Regions from separate parts of the Mus musculus genome. Here regions 2 and 3 are each linked to region 1. The links are chromatin contacts, called in public Hi-C and HiChIP or PLAC-seq maps. All regions are on one chromosome and are shown on one strand. Each heading gives the region's core, a stretch centred on a gene start, on an enhancer-like site or on the middle of the called end of the contact. The rest is flanking DNA. Distances are from core to core; before and after follow the strand shown. Region 1 has its middle 47 kb from the start of Spata7. Region 2 overlaps Ttc8 (tetratricopeptide repeat domain 8). Region 3 overlaps Galc (galactosylceramidase).

Region 1 (2,700 bases), core at 34-2,533:
AGGTGTATATATGTAATATATACTATAATATTAATGTGTATATTTTATATAAACAAAAATTTAAATTATATTACATACAATATATACAATTTGAGTGATGCATAGATAGATATTTCTAAGATTTACCAAAATTCTTTTTACATTTTTTAACTCTACATGAAAAATACTGTAAATGTAGTGGTTTGAATGAGAATGTGAATGGCCCCTAGAGGCTTATGTTGACTACTTGGTCCCCAGTTCACGGAACTTTTTAGGAAGGATTGAGAGGTGTGGCCTTATTGGAGATGCTGTTTTGCAGAGGCGGGGAGGAGTCTGTTGAGCTTGAGGTTTCAAAAGGCTCAGTGTCATTCGCACTCGTACATCAAGAGCTCTCAGCTATTCTTGCCATCCTGCCTTTCCTCTGCCATCATCAACTCTTTTTGTTACTTTTCTGTCACTATGATAAAATACTGTGAGTAAGGCAACTGTTTGTGAAGGATGAGGAGGTGTGGCCTTGCTGGAGGAGGCGTCTCACTGGGGACAGGCTTTTCGAGGTTAGCTCCCCCTGCCTCCTACGTGTGGAGCAAGATGTGAGCTTTCAGCTACTGCTGCAGCACCACCTGCCTGCTGCTGCTGCGTTCCCTGCATGGCAGTCATGAACTCTAACCTCCTGAAACTCTAAGCCCAGTGAAATGCTTTCCTTAAAAGCTGCCTTAGTCGTGGTGTGTTGTTATGGTAACAGAAAAGTAACTAATGCAGTAAAAAGATCAGTCACTCGATGTCCATCACTTCCACGTGATCTGATACCTTTTCATAGCACTAATATGTGTACCTTACTAAAAAGTGAAAATTTAAAATTCAAGTGCATGCTCAAGTGGGTATTATTCATATCTCACAACTAAAATAATGTACAGTTTAAAAACCAAGGGTAGTAAAATAGCTTAGTAGGTAAAGGTCCAGAAATAAAACTGGTCCTGCTTCAATAAGGAATACACACGCAGGGGCACGCGGGCACACACACAAACACACACGTTTATGCACGCATTCTTGATATATTATTATCCACAGCTTAATCGTCAATATATTGAAAACTGTTCATGAACTTCAAATTATTCAAGGTGCTTTAATTTTGTGAGCACACATCACCAATCTTAATGGTTTAAAACCTGATTCCTATACACATGCGATGATCTAAAGACAGCCTCCAGGTGGCGCTGTTGCACTTGGCAGTGCCCCTCTGCTGGCTCTATAAACTTCCCATCTCAATCCAGCTACCAGTCCAGGAAGAGGGTGGTAGATAAGCATGCTGGGAAATGTAGAGTGCTTTGCTAACTCACCCTTTCACCTCGCCTCACAGCCACATTCTCAGGCAGTATTCACGCTTGCTTCGTCTCTAAGCCCCACATCTGGCACCTTACCACCCATGCACCATTCAGGTTCCTGCAGAAAATGCTGAGATAACCACTTCTGTGAATTTTCCTATGAACCTCGGACTGATCTGGCCTGACCTGTGAGTCTCAGTCCTCGTTGCCTGGCAGAGCAGAGAGTTTATTCTCCTGTCTCACCACCAGGGTGCAGCAGTAAGCAGCCGCTCGCTCTATGATCTCAGAGGACACAACAGAGATTTGGTGGTTACAATTCCTACCTTTCACCTCCCCTCTCTGCTGGCCTCACACTCCCCACCTACCCCTTCACCATGGCTTTGGGGGACAAACCAAAGGAATTAACACAATGACTTACTGCATGGTGTGCAGAAGTAAATGTGACTGTGTGGTTTACATGCAATGAGCCTTTAGAATGTTTGAGATTTGACAGAAATCCCCAGGTGATGCCACTAATGCAACCAAAGAATCCATCAAATGTTCTCTGCAATCTCTATCCAACCCAGGCTTGCAGAGTGGCCTTTACCCTCCCCTTTCCTGGACATAATCTCACTTACTACGACTAGAGCAGAGATATAGAAAGTTCTCTCGGCTGTCACTCCAAAAAGACCCACCTGGGGTTTAGTTTTTAAAAATGAATTTCAAATAAAAGATCACTTTATCTTGTCTCATGTGCTCTCTTCTTACTAAATTTATACCCAGGAGTCTCCTTTAAAGGCATAATTTAAATCGGGCATGGTGGTGGAAGCCTTACTTATAACCCCAGCACTCAGAAGGCAGAGGCAGGCAGGTCTCAAGGAATTCAAGCCCAGCCTGGTCTACAGAGTACGCTCCAGTCCATCACAGACTACACTGTCTTAACATTTTATATGTGTGTGTGTGTGCGTGTACACATATATGTATATTATATATTATGTATAAACATTATTTAAATAATATATAAATGATATATTTACAAAACATATAATTAAGAAATATTTATAAGAGTGTATGAATATATAACATAGTATATATTATATAAGTATTGTATATAATATATATTACATATATAAGATATACTTTATATAATTTATATATTATATACATATATAATACATATATTAAACAACTTCTATCTCTACACTGCAAGCAAAAGGGAAGAGTCTCTGCCTCTGTGAAATGAATCAGCCACGCCATGATGTGAACACAGTGCTATATCAACACCCTTGCCCTCCCCTCTGTGTTCCTAGGTAGGCATCTCTCTTTCTGGAAGTTTCTAAGGGAGCACATCTGTCTTGCCAAAAAGTTTTAAATACTGAAGTCTATGGCTTTCTAAGCGCTTCGCAGTAGGAGCTCCTGA
Region 2 (2,700 bases), core at 105-2,604, 300 kb after region 1:
GAATGGATGGGTGGACCATGAGAGGATTTAAGCAGCGGTATCATTTATTAATAATATCTGTTGAGGCAGATGTGATTTGCCTGCAGTCCAGCTACTTAGGAAGCTGAGGGAGGGGGGTTAGCTCAAGCCCTGGGTCAAGCCCAGATTGGACAACACGGTGAGATTATACCTCAGATTTTAATAAAATTAGTGTTAGATCACAGGCTCACTAGCTGTCCCGCCCTGGAACTCAGGCCACACCCTTCTCAGCTCTCGGGCAGAGCTGACAAAGTGACCTGTACTGCACTGACAGAGAATTCAGTCCCCTTCCTTCCACTCGCTGCTATTGAGCAAGCCCGGTCCTCCCCCCTGCTCCCCACCCCCAGTTCCTAGACTCAGGACAGCCACAAATCATACACTTTTATCTAGTGCCTTCCCTTTTGTCACCTGGAGTGCAGGCCAGGCCAGCTTAGGTCTCAAGCAATGGAGTTCGCCCACCACATCCTGCTCCAAGAACCTGCAGGAGTCAGGAACCACGTTAGTCCTTGGAAACTGGAGCTGCTTCTCCTCCAGGCCCCTCGGTGGCGCTGTGCGTGTTGGGCATTTCTCCTGATGGAGCTCCCTGCGGGAATCTGAAGGCTTCCCTTTAGTACCGCATGACATTGCCTCTGGATGATGCAGTCTCTCCCGATGCTCGCCCAGTAGTGGCTTTCCCTCAACTGTCCCTCGTCACCATGACTTCTCCCCTAATAAAGGTCATCTAAAGAGTCATTTGCATTGGCTCCTTTCTGCAAACCTAATTATGGTAAGTCAGAGCTATTAGGGACCTTTATCTATGATCACCACCATTTTTACAGATGTATACAGTAACTACGGAGGCTGCTGTGGTTTTTACCTATTATGTATTTCTAAACTTGGTCTGGGTTGCTTTCATTTCTTCTCTAGACCTGGCTCTTCTTACGTCTTGTCTTCCATATCTGGAATGCCCTTCAGTCAGCCACCAGGTGATTTCTCAAACACGATGTAGTATGATTGCGCTGTGCCTCTGGGCACTGTCCCTTTTCCCAGGTGAAAGGGTCCTGGCTGCCTCTGCATTCCCGGGCACTGCCTCCTTCCCAGGCTCACTTGGGAATGTTTCTTGTAAGTGTTTTCATTTAGGCTCATGTGGTTTGGTCTCTCTGCCAAGTGCGACTGTCCCCGCAGATGCAGGCTCCGACACCCCATTTCATTTGCATCTCTGTCAGACAGGGCCTCTCCCAAGGTGACCACTAACAAGCAGCCCTGCCTGTCTTGCTCTCCGCTCTTTACATTGCTTGTGCATCCTTCCCTGACCTTATGTCCCTCACTGAGTCATTTGTTAGCTTCTCCACCAGCTGTCACCTCCTTGAGGACGATGACCTCATGCTTTCGTTTGTATTCTGTCCCTTACCGTCTAGAACAGAGTCTGACATATGGCAGGCTGGGAGTAAATATTTGTTGAATGAATGAACTTAAATGGGTCAAAAAAAAAAGCAAGCAGGTCCTTGTCCAGTGTGACTAAAGTGTCGCTCTTCTCTCTGGATGTGGAACAGGAAATGAATAACAGTTCATCTGCAGCAGAGTACTACAAAGAAGTTCTAAAACAAGACAATACTCACGTGGAAGCCATCGCCTGCATTGGAAGCAACCACTTTTATTCTGACCAGCCAGAGGTTGCCCTTCGGTTTTACAGGTGGGTCTTACATTGCATGCACAGGAAACGTTGGGGGTGAAACAAGAGGTGCGCGCGGAGGGGTGGGGGTGGTGGAAGGAAAATGCAGACAAATTATGCATTCTCCATAGGCCACAGGTGTATAAATCTAGGAATGCATCTTTCAGCTACTTTCTAAGGATTCAAGTGGTATTCGGTACTCTAGGGGAATGTGGGCTGGCGCCCTGGAGAAACATACCTGCATGGTCAAGCTCACATTTTAGTTCAGGGTGGGTGCCTACTAGTCGTCAAGAAACAACTGACGCTAAATAGCTACTGAAACTCTTTCTCCATCACTGACTCTTAATACCACAAAACCTAAAGACAGTGAGGCTGAGGCAGGGAGGGATTTGCAGTTACTCTGAGTTCAGAGCTTTGAGGAGGACTTAGAGCAGGGTCACCTGCCTTGTGAGGTATTTGAGCTTTTTTTCAAGTCTAAGAAAGGTGTGGTTGTTGGCTCTGTTTAAGCACATGCTTATTTTATCCTGCATGTGGCTTCTAAAATGCATTTTGAAACATCTACTATTTATTTGTGTGAATGCCCGGATGAGGGGTATGCACCATGCCATACCTGGGAAGGTTGAAAGGTGTGAGTCCCAGAGATCCAACGCGGGTCATCAGGCTTGGGGACAGACAGCTTCACCTACTAAGCCATCCCTCTGGCCCGTGACGCTCACTTTTTACCCAGTGCTTTCAGCCCTCGTCATACAAAGGAGTAGACCGACAGCTGACAAGTCCTTCCCAAACACGTGCGGGGTGGGAAAGCTAGTGGAGAACAGAGAACTCTGCAGAGACCAGAGGTGATCAGCCTATCTCTGCCATGCAGCACAGACAGCCTAGTGCAACTGCAGGCCTAGTGGTAAACAGAGCCCAGCCCTCAGGCTGGGTCAGACCTCAGGGAATTCCCCGCGGGCACTGAGGCCTCTGGAGTAACACGCGTGAACTGTCTTTCTAGTAAAGCTTTTGGAATACAATTGAACAAATACTTTTCC
Region 3 (2,700 bases), core at 156-2,655, 430 kb before region 1:
CAAAAATATCAGAAATATGATAACGAATAAAGTTAAATTTCTTAAGTCTTTAAAATCCAAAATAATCCAATGGTTCTAATGTCTATCAGAATTCTAAAACTAAGGTCGTGCACATACACATGTACTCATCAGTGCATATACACGCTAGCTTGTTGGGGTCAGGTCGCTCTCTACAGCACTGACTGCACTCTGGAGACCAGGCTGGCCTCAAAACCTCAGAATCCCAGCTCTGCCTCCCAGGGACTAGAATTAAAGGTGTGTAGAACTATGCCTACCTAATGCTTTCTTTTTTTTTTTTTTTCTTTTGATGCTGAAGATAGAACTAGTAAGCATGAATTCCACTGTTAGCCAAACCCTACCCTACTCCAAAAAAGAAAAAAACATTCAACCCAACTCTTCAGATATAGGCCATTCAGGACCTATGAAGAATTACATACATATTCTTCAATATCAGGAGCATAGACATATTTTATGTCACATCTAGCAAATTCTAGCAAATTAACTATGCTGTCAAAAAATAAGATTTCTAATCTAACTGTTCTCCAAATTTCTTTGTATGAAAGCATAAGCAAAGAGAGATTTGTTTCACAGACCTTTATATAGTTGGCGTCAAACGGCCTTTCATTCCAAATCTGCAAAACAAAAATTCAAAATGTCTGAAATGAAAGTTTTCAAACGTAAGATGAACTGAATCATTAAAGCACTACATTTCATTTATCTGATGAGCTAGTTTCCAAACTTTAAAAACTGCTGTCATAGAATTTATACTTTTGTAAAGCAAAATAACTTTTAACACTTTCAAGTTTTTAAAAAGTATTTAGGGAATACTTTTCAAAAAGTCATGTATGGGGCTGGAGAGACAATCCAACATGAAGAGCACTCGGTGCTCTCTCGAGGGCCAGTCATTCCCTGCACACTGTAGTGGCCAACGTCATCTCTAACTTCAGTTCCAGGCGATCCAGGGCCCTCTTCTGGCCTCCGTGGACAGCAGGCATATATGTGGTGCACATACAGATACACAGCCAAATACTCATATATATAAAAACTATTTTTTCAAAGAAAGGCATTTATTCCAGAGATTAATATGCATTCATGCAATAAATATTAGAATTATAATGTGTACAAATCCTACACTGGACATTTGGAGAACAAACAGGTATGAGAACCACTTAAATAATTCTAATATATAGACACAGTAAAAAGCAAGTTCTTTACCAGGGAATGGTTAGAAGGAGTTTGTTTATGCAGAGGAACGGAATGATCTGCAAGAACACAAGAGCAGGCTCTTGGTGAGGAAGTGAGAAGGAAGCACACTTTGTTCTCTTCGATTCAGAATCCTGAGGGGGTGGTTTCTGTGGTGAAAGGGAACCTCGGGGCCTCCAGTCCTGTAGTCTACAGAGGAGCCTAAGTCTAGGTGTGATAAAGATCTTATCTAAAGAACGCCTCCCCACTGCATGTGACTAACCAGAGACTAAAATGAGACAGATTATCATCATTCACAGGAAATAGTTTGTGAACATGTACCATATCAGAAATCTAAGAGATCCATCTGCATTTAATCACATTAGTTAAATGGACCAACATTTAAAAATAAAAAGTTCCCAGATAAAAACAGTCAGTTATATTGTGGAAAAGTAGAGGAAAGCAAAACACCCATGGAAGGAGCTACAGAGACAAAGTTTGGAGCTGAGACGAAAGGATGAACCATCTAGAGACTGCCATACCCGGGGATCCATCCCATAATCAGCCACCAAATGCAGACACTATTGCATATGCCAGCAAGATTTTGCTGAAAGGACCCAGATATAGCTGTCTCTTGTGAGGCTATGCCGGGGCCTAGCAAACACAGAAGTGGATGCTCACAGTCAGCTATTGGATAGATCACAGGGCCCCCAATGGAGGAGCTAGAGAAAGTACCCATGGAGCTGAAGGGGTCTGCAATCCTATAGATGGAACAACAATATGAACTAACCAGTACCCTCAGAGCTCATGTCTCTAGTTGCATATGTAGCAAAAGATGGCCTAGTCTGCCATCATTGGAAAGAGAGGCCCATTGGTCTTGCAAACTTTATATGCCTCAGTACAGGGGAATGCCAGGGCCAAGAAGTGGGAGTGGGGGGGAGGAGGGGGGGACTTTTGGGATAGCATTGGAAATGTAAATGAAGAAAATACCTAATTAAAGAAAAGAAAAAAAAGGAGAGAAAAGCAGTAAGTCTTGACTGCCTGCCTGTGGCCATGGCTCATCCTCATGTCTTAATGTTCCTCTGAGAGGATTAGGGATCTGCAGCAGTGTCCATCTCTCACTGACAAGAGCTCACATCGCTGTTGTAACACAACAGCCACTGTCCTACCACACAGTAGATACTCAGGACAGGCTCGCTGATAATTTATATTTTGAGTGCATAAAAACTTCAAATCAATACTGAATGGCTGAGAAGCACCTGAAAAAATGTTCAACATCCTTAATCATCAGGGAAATGCAAATCAAAACAACCCTGAGATTCCACTTCACTCCAGTCAGAATGGCTAAGATCAAAAATTCATGTGACAGCAGATGCTGGCGAGGATGTGGAGAAAGAGGAACACTCCTCCATTGTTGGTGGGATTGCAAGCTTGTACAACCACTCTGGAAATCAGTCTGGCAGTTCCTCAGAAAATTGGACATAGTACTACCGGAGGATCCCGCAATACCTCTCCTGG

Evidence for each region. A called contact is a pair of places that touch in the nucleus more often than the background predicts. HiChIP or PLAC-seq counts read pairs in DNA pulled down with a chosen protein or histone mark.
Region 2: a Hi-C map of the N1E-115 cell line shows a contact between it and region 1, with 10 times the contacts expected there. The contact joins two enhancer-like sites. A contact is called at or near these places in 3 of 484 Hi-C or Micro-C datasets (the HL-1 cell line, the N1E-115 cell line and group 2 innate lymphoid cells) and 2 of 9 other capture datasets (adipose tissue and liver).
Region 3: an H3K4me3 HiChIP or PLAC-seq map of bone marrow-derived macrophages shows a contact between it and region 1, with 6 times the contacts expected there. The contact joins two enhancer-like sites. A contact is called at or near these places in 11 of 115 datasets of contacts at active chromatin or transcription factors (CD8 T cells, astrocytes, bone marrow-derived macrophages and 6 more).

Annotation. Positions count from the first base shown.
Region 1 is chr12:98,673,513-98,676,212 of GRCm38.p6, forward strand. No RefSeq gene overlaps it. Among named protein-coding and RNA genes, the nearest start is that of Spata7, 47 kb to the left of the region's middle. Within about 2 kb of position 1,284, at least 156 of the 459 cell types and tissues checked have an H3K27ac peak or open chromatin away from gene starts, as enhancers often do. A contact at or near this core is called in the N1E-115 cell line and bone marrow-derived macrophages, where this site is marked.
Region 2 is chr12:98,973,092-98,975,791 of GRCm38.p6, forward strand. Ttc8 (tetratricopeptide repeat domain 8) reads left to right here. Exons shown (of 14, transcript NM_029553.4): 10 at 1,551-1,690. Among named protein-coding and RNA genes, the nearest start is that of Gm40554, 50 kb to the right of the region's middle. Within about 2 kb of position 1,355, at least 27 of the 459 cell types and tissues checked have an H3K27ac peak or open chromatin away from gene starts, as enhancers often do. A contact at or near this core is called in the N1E-115 cell line, where this site is marked.
Region 3 is chr12:98,245,661-98,248,360 of GRCm38.p6, forward strand. Galc (galactosylceramidase) reads right to left here. Exons shown (of 17, transcript NM_008079.4): 6 at 594-632. Among named protein-coding and RNA genes, the nearest start is that of Galc, 12 kb to the right of the region's middle. Within about 2 kb of position 1,406, at least 30 of the 459 cell types and tissues checked have an H3K27ac peak or open chromatin away from gene starts, as enhancers often do. A contact at or near this core is called in bone marrow-derived macrophages, where this site is marked.